Regions from separate parts of the Mus musculus genome. Here region 1 is linked to region 2. A link is a contact called in public HiChIP or PLAC-seq data. All regions are on one chromosome and are shown on one strand. Each heading gives the region's core, a stretch centred on a gene start, on an enhancer-like site or on the middle of the called end of the contact. The rest is flanking DNA. Distances are from core to core; before and after follow the strand shown. Region 1 has its middle 10 kb from the start of Gm36732. Region 2 overlaps Babam2 (BRISC and BRCA1 A complex member 2).

Region 1 (3,806 bases), core at 1,254-3,753, 380 kb after region 2:
AGCCCTGTGATGACCTCATTCAGGATTCTAACTGCAGACACTAATGAAACAGAAAGACTTGGCAGGGGGTCATTGCCTTTATTCCTCCAGATTTACATATTGCGACCAAAGGCCCCAGGACCTTTGAATATGACAGTATTTAGAGAAAGGCCATTTATTTTGTATTTATGGTTTATTTATTTACTTATTTGGGTTTTGGGGGGGGTTGTTTTTTGTTTTTTTTGTTTTGAGACAGGGTTTCATGTAGCCCAGGCTAGACTAAAGCTCAATATATAAGTGAAGATGACCCTAAATATCTAACAACCTGAGTGCTGGGATTACAGGTATGTGCCTAGCTGAGAAAAGGCCTTTAAAGAGATAATTACCTACTCCAATGTGGCCAATATCCTTTTATTGTATTGTTGGTTTTCTAAACAAACTCTCACTGTGTAACCCTGACTGGCCTGGAACTCACTATATGTAGCTCAGGCTGGCTCAGACTTGTGGTATTTGACTTTTGCCTCCTCAGTGCTGGGATTACAGGAGTGAGCTACCACGCACGGCTTGTGATTTGGACACAAACAGAGGAACAACAAGGGAAAGACAAGGGGAAAGTTGGCTGGTTGTAATCTCGGAAGGCCTCCAGAATTTCAATAAAGTAAATTTCTGTTGTGTGAGTTTGCAGCCAGTCCCCCAGGCCCCAGGCCCCAGGCCCCAGCCCCTCCCCTCTGCACCCAAGATGGTTTTCTGGGAGACACTGCAACCCTCCCCAAACAGAAGCTCTCCTTTTAAAATCCCCTGTGTTCCCAGCCCTGCACACAGTAGGTGCTGATTGTTTGCTGACCAGAGGACTGGAACACTGAACGCACACACCTCTCCAACAGGCAGAGACAATTCAAATGTTGTTGATTTTTGCAACTGTCTTTCCTTCTGTTGAAACTTCCTGTTTCTGAGGAACGGAGATTTTTTTTTTTTTCACAGATCCCAGAGGGCGTCCAGTAAACCAAGAAGCTATTACTATTACCAAATTGTTCTGGTTTTGATGAGCTCAATGGGTGTGAATCAGAAGTGGGCAGACTACTGAGTTTCCCTTGAAATAGACCCCAATTAATCGTAGCAGGAGGAGCACAAATATGTTTGGGACTTTAGTGACTGGAAGAAGTGGGCAGTGATGGTCAAGGCCAGGTGGGGTGGCTTCACACTTCTGGAAGAACAGGGTCTGGGGACACCCCTGAAGAAGCCACCGTAACACCCGGGGCCTGTTTGAAGAAAAAAATCTCAAGGCTGAAAGTCCCTCCTGGAGTCTATGGCCTCCTGTGGTCTGGTTACTAGAAGAGGAGCCCAGTGATCTCCCCAGAGACGTGGAGGACTGGGACAAAGTGTGGCAGTCTCTTCACAGAAGCAGACGTCTCCCATTTGGGAAAAGGGACCTCTGGAATCAGATGGCATGCCTGAGAACCGAGGCTCGCCACGAATGAGTGACTTGGGCTTGCCTATTATTAAGGATGTCCCATGATACTAGCAATGACCACTCAGGAGCTGTGTCCAGACATCAAGCAGGGCATCCTCAGGTGTGACAGGAGGGTTTTCAGGTGGCCACAAACTGCAGTCACTCTGACTCTACTGCTGTTGACTGTGGGGTCTGCCAAGCTCTGCCCTCCATTAAGGTTCACCTTTTCCATTTATCGGGGCAGACACTGAGCTATCTCTGAGGAAGGATGAAGCTGGTGTGGCTAAGTCTATGAACCATCACCTACAGCAAGGACCAGTCTGCCAAGGTCATACTAGCCAGACCCAAATGCGAAGGATGTAGCCACACCTCCAGGGTCCCCTACTTTAGAATCTTGTGGACATTCCCTCTCCAAGAACATTTCTGTTTTCCTTGTGCATGTAAAAACATTTGTTTGTTTGTTTTCTCCTCAGCCCATGTGAGTGTGTGTGTGTGTGTGTGTGTGTGTGTATGCTCACTCATATACCACAGAGCACATGTGGAACTCAAGGATAACTTTTCTCTTTCCTAGGGATCAAACTCAGGTCAGCAGGCTTGGCAGCAGGTACCATTACAGGTCAGGCCATGTCACTAGCCTACAAGCATAAATCTAGCCATTGTTATTGTGTCTCAGGTGCCTGTCAGTTCCCTATGCCTCCTGAGCCCTTCTTCCAACCTTCCACTACATACTCTTCCTCCCCGACCCCCTCTCCTCCCCTCCTCTTCCCTTTCCTCCTCTTCTTCCTCCCCTCCAGCACCTTAAGAGCCCTTCCCCTACCTTCCTTCCCATGGGAGTCTTTCTTGGCCACTATCTCCTCCAATGGTGCCCCTCTGTTGTCTCTGTGTCTGCCATGCATTGAAATGCCTGTCCCAGGACCCTCTGCTCCTGCACACACCCACACATAGCAGTGGCCTCGCCTCTCCCCTTTGGGCCGTGAGCTCCCAGCCCTGGCAGTGATCTCTGTCTTCTGAAGCCTAGTCCTGGGCCTGAAGCATAATAACAACTCAATAAACGAGTGTCGAAACAATTAATGGCTTACTAAATAAATGACTGCGGCAGACACAAAGCCCATTCCTATAAATGAGTCACCGTGAGCCCCAGCCACTGGGCCCCGCCCTCACCCACTGACCCCAGCAAAACCCTCCCGTGATGATGTCATCATGACCCTTAGTTCTCAGAATCCTCCAGCCTCCTTCCTTCTCCTTCGTGCCTATCTACTTGCCATCCCCTCCCCCTCCTTCCCTTTCTCCTTCCTCCAGGGCACCATGTCTAAATAAGGCAAAACTCCTCCAGTGCTGGGGAGCTCTGGGGTTTTCATGCAGTCACCCAGGATATCGTGGGATGGGGTCAGGCCATGCTCTGCTGAGAAGCAGGACAAAGTTCCCCTGTAACATTGGCGGAGGGACAAGGAGACTTTGCTGCCCACCAGAGGGTGCCCTCAAGTTAACTGAGCAGGACACAGAGAGGATCTAACTCAGAAGGAGGCTTACAGACAAGGCAGGGGCTTGGAAGAGTGGATTGTGGGCTTGCTGGTAAGGGATTTGGCATTAAGACACCTGCACCTCGAAAGCATCCCTGGTTCTAGGATAGGCACACACACACACACACACACACACACACACACACACACACACACACCAGAAAATGGATTAGCACCACTTGTAGCAGCGCACAGCACACGCCTGTAATGATCCAGCTTGTGTTGACTAGACGGCTCAGCCTATGATGGCACTTACCACTAAGCTGGACCACCTGAATCTGAGCAAGAGACCCACATGGTAGAAGGAGAGATCCAGTTCCCACAAGTTGCCCCTCTGACCTTCATCTGTAGGTGTACCCCTATACAGAATGTAGAGAACATACACCTGTTTGCCCAGCATACACAGAGACAAATAGATACATGCAATTAAAAAAAAAAAAAAAAAAACCAAGTGTTTGGGAGCCTGAGGCAGGAGAATTGCTATGAGCTACATAGTGAATTGTTTTGGGTTTTTTTTAAAGCAGCTTATAAAGCTGGAAAAATATTAAAATATTAAAAATTCTGAATAAACCAAGAAAGATAGATCTATCCATAGATGTTTCTTGGCAGGTTCTTGAGGGGACCTCTAGCAGTGTGACCATCCCCACCTTCTCCATTCCTTTCCCAGTCTGTGTCCTCAAGCAGCAACAGTGAGTCCTGGAGAGTGGCAGTTGGGACATCATCTCCCTCCCCATCCCCCAGGTCTGCCACCAACCCTGGCACATAGTTGATGCCTCGTAGGCAGCACTGTGTAGTCGATTCTCCAAACTGGGACACCGCAAGAGGTGGGATGTTAGTAATCATTGGGTCAGGACAAC
Region 2 (3,403 bases), core at 773-3,272:
TTAACCACAGGGGTTATAAACTCAGGCATCTGAAGGGACCAGTCAAGTCACACTGATGAGTGAAGAAGGTGATTCAGTGCTGTGAGAATTAGTGGGGACTGTGACCTGCCAAAGTGTGCCTGCCTTGTCTAAAGATCTTCAAATAAAGATGCTGTGCGGGTAAAAGGAAGCATGTCCGTAGGACACAGCTGCCAATTTGGAAGTGTACTGTAACTCCTTAATATTATTTGGGCCATCACAAAAATATTTGAATAAAAAGATGATGATTTAAAATTAAATGCAAATAAATATGACCAATTTAAGAATGATCACACCATAGTTGGTGCTTTTGTTCCTGGGGCATGGATGATATTAAACCAGGAATGCTCGGGCCTCAGGAGAGGTCTAGAAGATATTCCATATCCAGGCAAAAGAGGGGAACAGGTAATAAAGAGCTGTGGGAGAGGCAGAAACTACCAAGAGTAGAATTAATTGGCTCTCCCTTCCCTAAGACAGGACCTCAAATGTAGGCCATTGCTGGCCTTGAACTTGCTACATAGTTAGGGTTGACCTTTAACTGAGTTCCTGCTTCTCCCTCCCATATATTGGGATTGTAAGTATATGCCACTCTGTCTGGCTCTACATTATTGAAATATATCATACCCACTTCCCACCCTGCTCTAGGTTAGGTAGCCCTGGATTCCAGGAGTTAATACTTGCTAGAAATCTTTGATTGTGAGACACGTTTTCTATAAACAAATTCTCTTCCTGAGAAACATGTGGGACAAGTAGTCGAAAAGTCCAGAAGGGAGACTAGCCATCCTGACATCAGAGGGGCTCATAGGAGGGTTTAAGGAATCATTGTAAAACAATAAGTCAGATTGTTATAAAGATGGTTAAATTTTCTTCCTTGCTATGAAATGCCTGACTATGGTTCAGAATACAGAATAAGTTCTGTATACCCAAAGGGTAAGTATCATCTGGGCTTATTAAATCCATGTTTCAATGATAGGACCCATGAGCTTGCCTTTCAAAGATACATCCACATTGTTCTGAAGACACCCAAGGCTGTCATACTTGCTTCAGGAGATCAGGATCGTCTGGTTAGTGAAGACTATGAAGTGACAACCTTCTTTGAGAGATTGTCCCTTTACCTGACACCTCAGTGCCTGTGGTGCATGCTAAGTAGGTGCTCTGCCACTGAGCTATATCCATAATCCCTGTTTTGTTTTGTTGCTTGGTTGTTTCGTTTTGAGACAGGGTCTTGGTGAGTAGCAGAGGCTAGCCCTCATCACCAAATTCTTCTGCCTCCACTTTTCTTGCCATGATTACTAGCTTGGGCAACCTGGAAGAGTTGGTTTTTTTGTTTTTTGTTTTGTTTGTTTGTTTTTTTAAAAGAAATGGTGGTTGTGAGAAAAGAGATCCCATTTTGTTTGTTTGTTAGTGGGTTACTAGCATTAGATATTGGTACCTTGGAATGGGAAAACCTGGCTAAGGTTTCTGAAGCAGTTCATTGGCCTGGGGAACTGTGTAATTATTCATGACAGCTCTGGAACAAATGCCTTTCTTTGGTTGATTGTGAGGTTCACCACAGTGTTGAAAGAACTGGTAAGGTTTGGGTTTGGGGATTGGAGAGGGATGACAAGTTTGAAGAAGCGAAAGTTCATTAAACAGTGTTCACTATGTACTGCTACGTTGATATATGGTTTGAGTGCAGTCAGTGTGGCTGCTCTGTGGGGCCCATTTTAGGTCTCCAGAGAGAGAGAGATTGTTTGCAGAAGATATAAAGGTTTTCTGCTCCAAGGCACACATTCCCAGCTTGGCATATAGCCAGCACTCATGTGACACCACCACCAGACAGCTCGAACGTGCTGCATGTGCTCTAGTTAAGTGGAGCAGAGGTAAAAATATCTGCTGGGTAAGGGACCATGAAGTCAATGAACACCGCACCAAGCTCCGTTCTCAAGAAAGGCCAGATGCAGATTGTTCTCTATGGCCCCAAGTTACATGCCAACGATCAAAGGGTCCTTATCTGGTCTCAGCCAGTTCATTCCTTACAGCCTTAGCGGCTCTGCTCGTTTCTCTGGAAGGCTGCCTTATTACTCACTGAGACAAATGGCGTCTTCATCTTTGAAAAGCTCTAGGACGGGGAGCATCTTAGATACCTACTGCAGATGTGTTTTAAGTTCATTAAATGACTCATACTTTATAAAAGTATGGCCGTCTGTTTCTACTTTTACTTTTTCTTTTTTGTTTATTGTAGGGTTAGTGAAAATACATTCATTCTTTTTGTAGGTTTTCTCCCACATGATTGTAAAAAGATTCAGTACCTTAAAGTGACTCTGTACTTAAAGGTTTTTCAGTAGTTATGTGGCTTTGTGGCTTGCTAAGAGTTCCTGTACCTCCTCCTTCACTCCTAGAGAAGGTGACATAGCAGGATCAGTTTTGGTCTCTATCTCCCCACCTCCACCCACACCCTGGACCTGTTCTACTCTCTTTCCTCCTCTTCCTTCTTTTATTTTGGTCCTTTTTTTTTTTTTTTTTTGTAATAGAAACTTGCTTCAAATTGTCTTCAAAAAGTAAAGAGAGTCCATTGGCCTATAGAACTCTGCAAGTGCACAGTTGGACTGATGTTGGTCTTGTGGCTGAAATAACGTCACTAAAGACCCTAGTCTCCTTCTCTCCCATGCCTGCTTGCTTCACATTGTGTTGGTCTTTATTTCCACAACCACATACTACTCTTCCGATGCCCTGCTTCTGTGAACACAGCCTACTCCCCCACCATGGGAAGAAGGCAGGCCTTCAGTTCCCAGCAGGTCAGCTCATGTTGCCATTTATCGCTTTAGTTTGCCAGAGACTGGCTGCATAGGAAATTCTTGGGCTAAGGAGTCTCCACTTATAGAGGTTTATCTGATAGTTCCTACTCCAGACCCATGGCCGAGAATGGCGAGGGGTGATTTCTTAAGGAAATTTGGGTGAGTGTTCACTGATGTTGAATATCAAACCGTGGATTAAAATGTACTATAGGAGTGTGTCATAGTAATTATGTGGATCAAGGTCTAAGGGCTAGAATTTTTTAAATTAATTAATTTTATGTGTGCCTGTCTGTTCTTGAGTGTATGTATGTGTATCACATGCATGCATGAGAAAGGGCTAAAGTTTTAAGGAACAAGAAGACGCTGAAAGCTCTTACAGCCTGTGCAGTACTTGTGTCTTCTGCTTTAGTTAATTACTGCTTTGTATTGCTTTCTCATTCTGGACGCAGTACCTAAATGTTTCTGTTATATGTATTTTACAAAGGGCCCATATTTCTTACTTTTAGGTAGTTTTCCCTGTTCATATGCACACAGATTGAGTGACTAGGTCACTGTTGGCTTGGAAAGTCTCTGCCTGGGATTTGGAGTAAGAGAAGGACCTGCAAATT

What was found. HiChIP or PLAC-seq counts read pairs in DNA pulled down with a chosen protein or histone mark.
Region 1: a BATF HiChIP or PLAC-seq map of CD8 T cells shows a contact between it and region 2, with 7 read pairs. The contact joins two enhancer-like sites. A contact is called at or near these places in 2 of 39 promoter capture datasets (both in liver), 1 of 15 datasets of contacts at CTCF or cohesin (the NIH/3T3 cell line), 5 of 484 Hi-C or Micro-C datasets (CD8 T cells, the N1E-115 cell line, bone marrow-derived macrophages and 2 more) and 9 of 115 datasets of contacts at active chromatin or transcription factors (CD8 T cells, T-cell acute lymphoblastic leukemia, acute myeloid leukemia and 6 more).

What each region holds. Positions count from the first base shown.
Region 1 is chr5:32,193,523-32,197,328 of GRCm38.p6, forward strand. No RefSeq gene overlaps it. Among named protein-coding and RNA genes, the nearest start is that of Gm36732, 10 kb to the left of the region's middle. Within about 2 kb of position 2,504, at least 118 of the 459 cell types and tissues checked have an H3K27ac peak or open chromatin away from gene starts, as enhancers often do. A contact at or near this core is called in CD8 T cells, the N1E-115 cell line and uterus, where this site is marked.
Region 2 is chr5:31,809,334-31,812,736 of GRCm38.p6, forward strand. The region is part of intron 4 of Babam2 (BRISC and BRCA1 A complex member 2); the gene reads left to right. Among named protein-coding and RNA genes, the nearest start is that of Babam2, 110 kb to the left of the region's middle. Within about 2 kb of position 2,023, at least 57 of the 459 cell types and tissues checked have an H3K27ac peak or open chromatin away from gene starts, as enhancers often do. A contact at or near this core is called in CD8 T cells, the N1E-115 cell line and uterus, where this site is marked.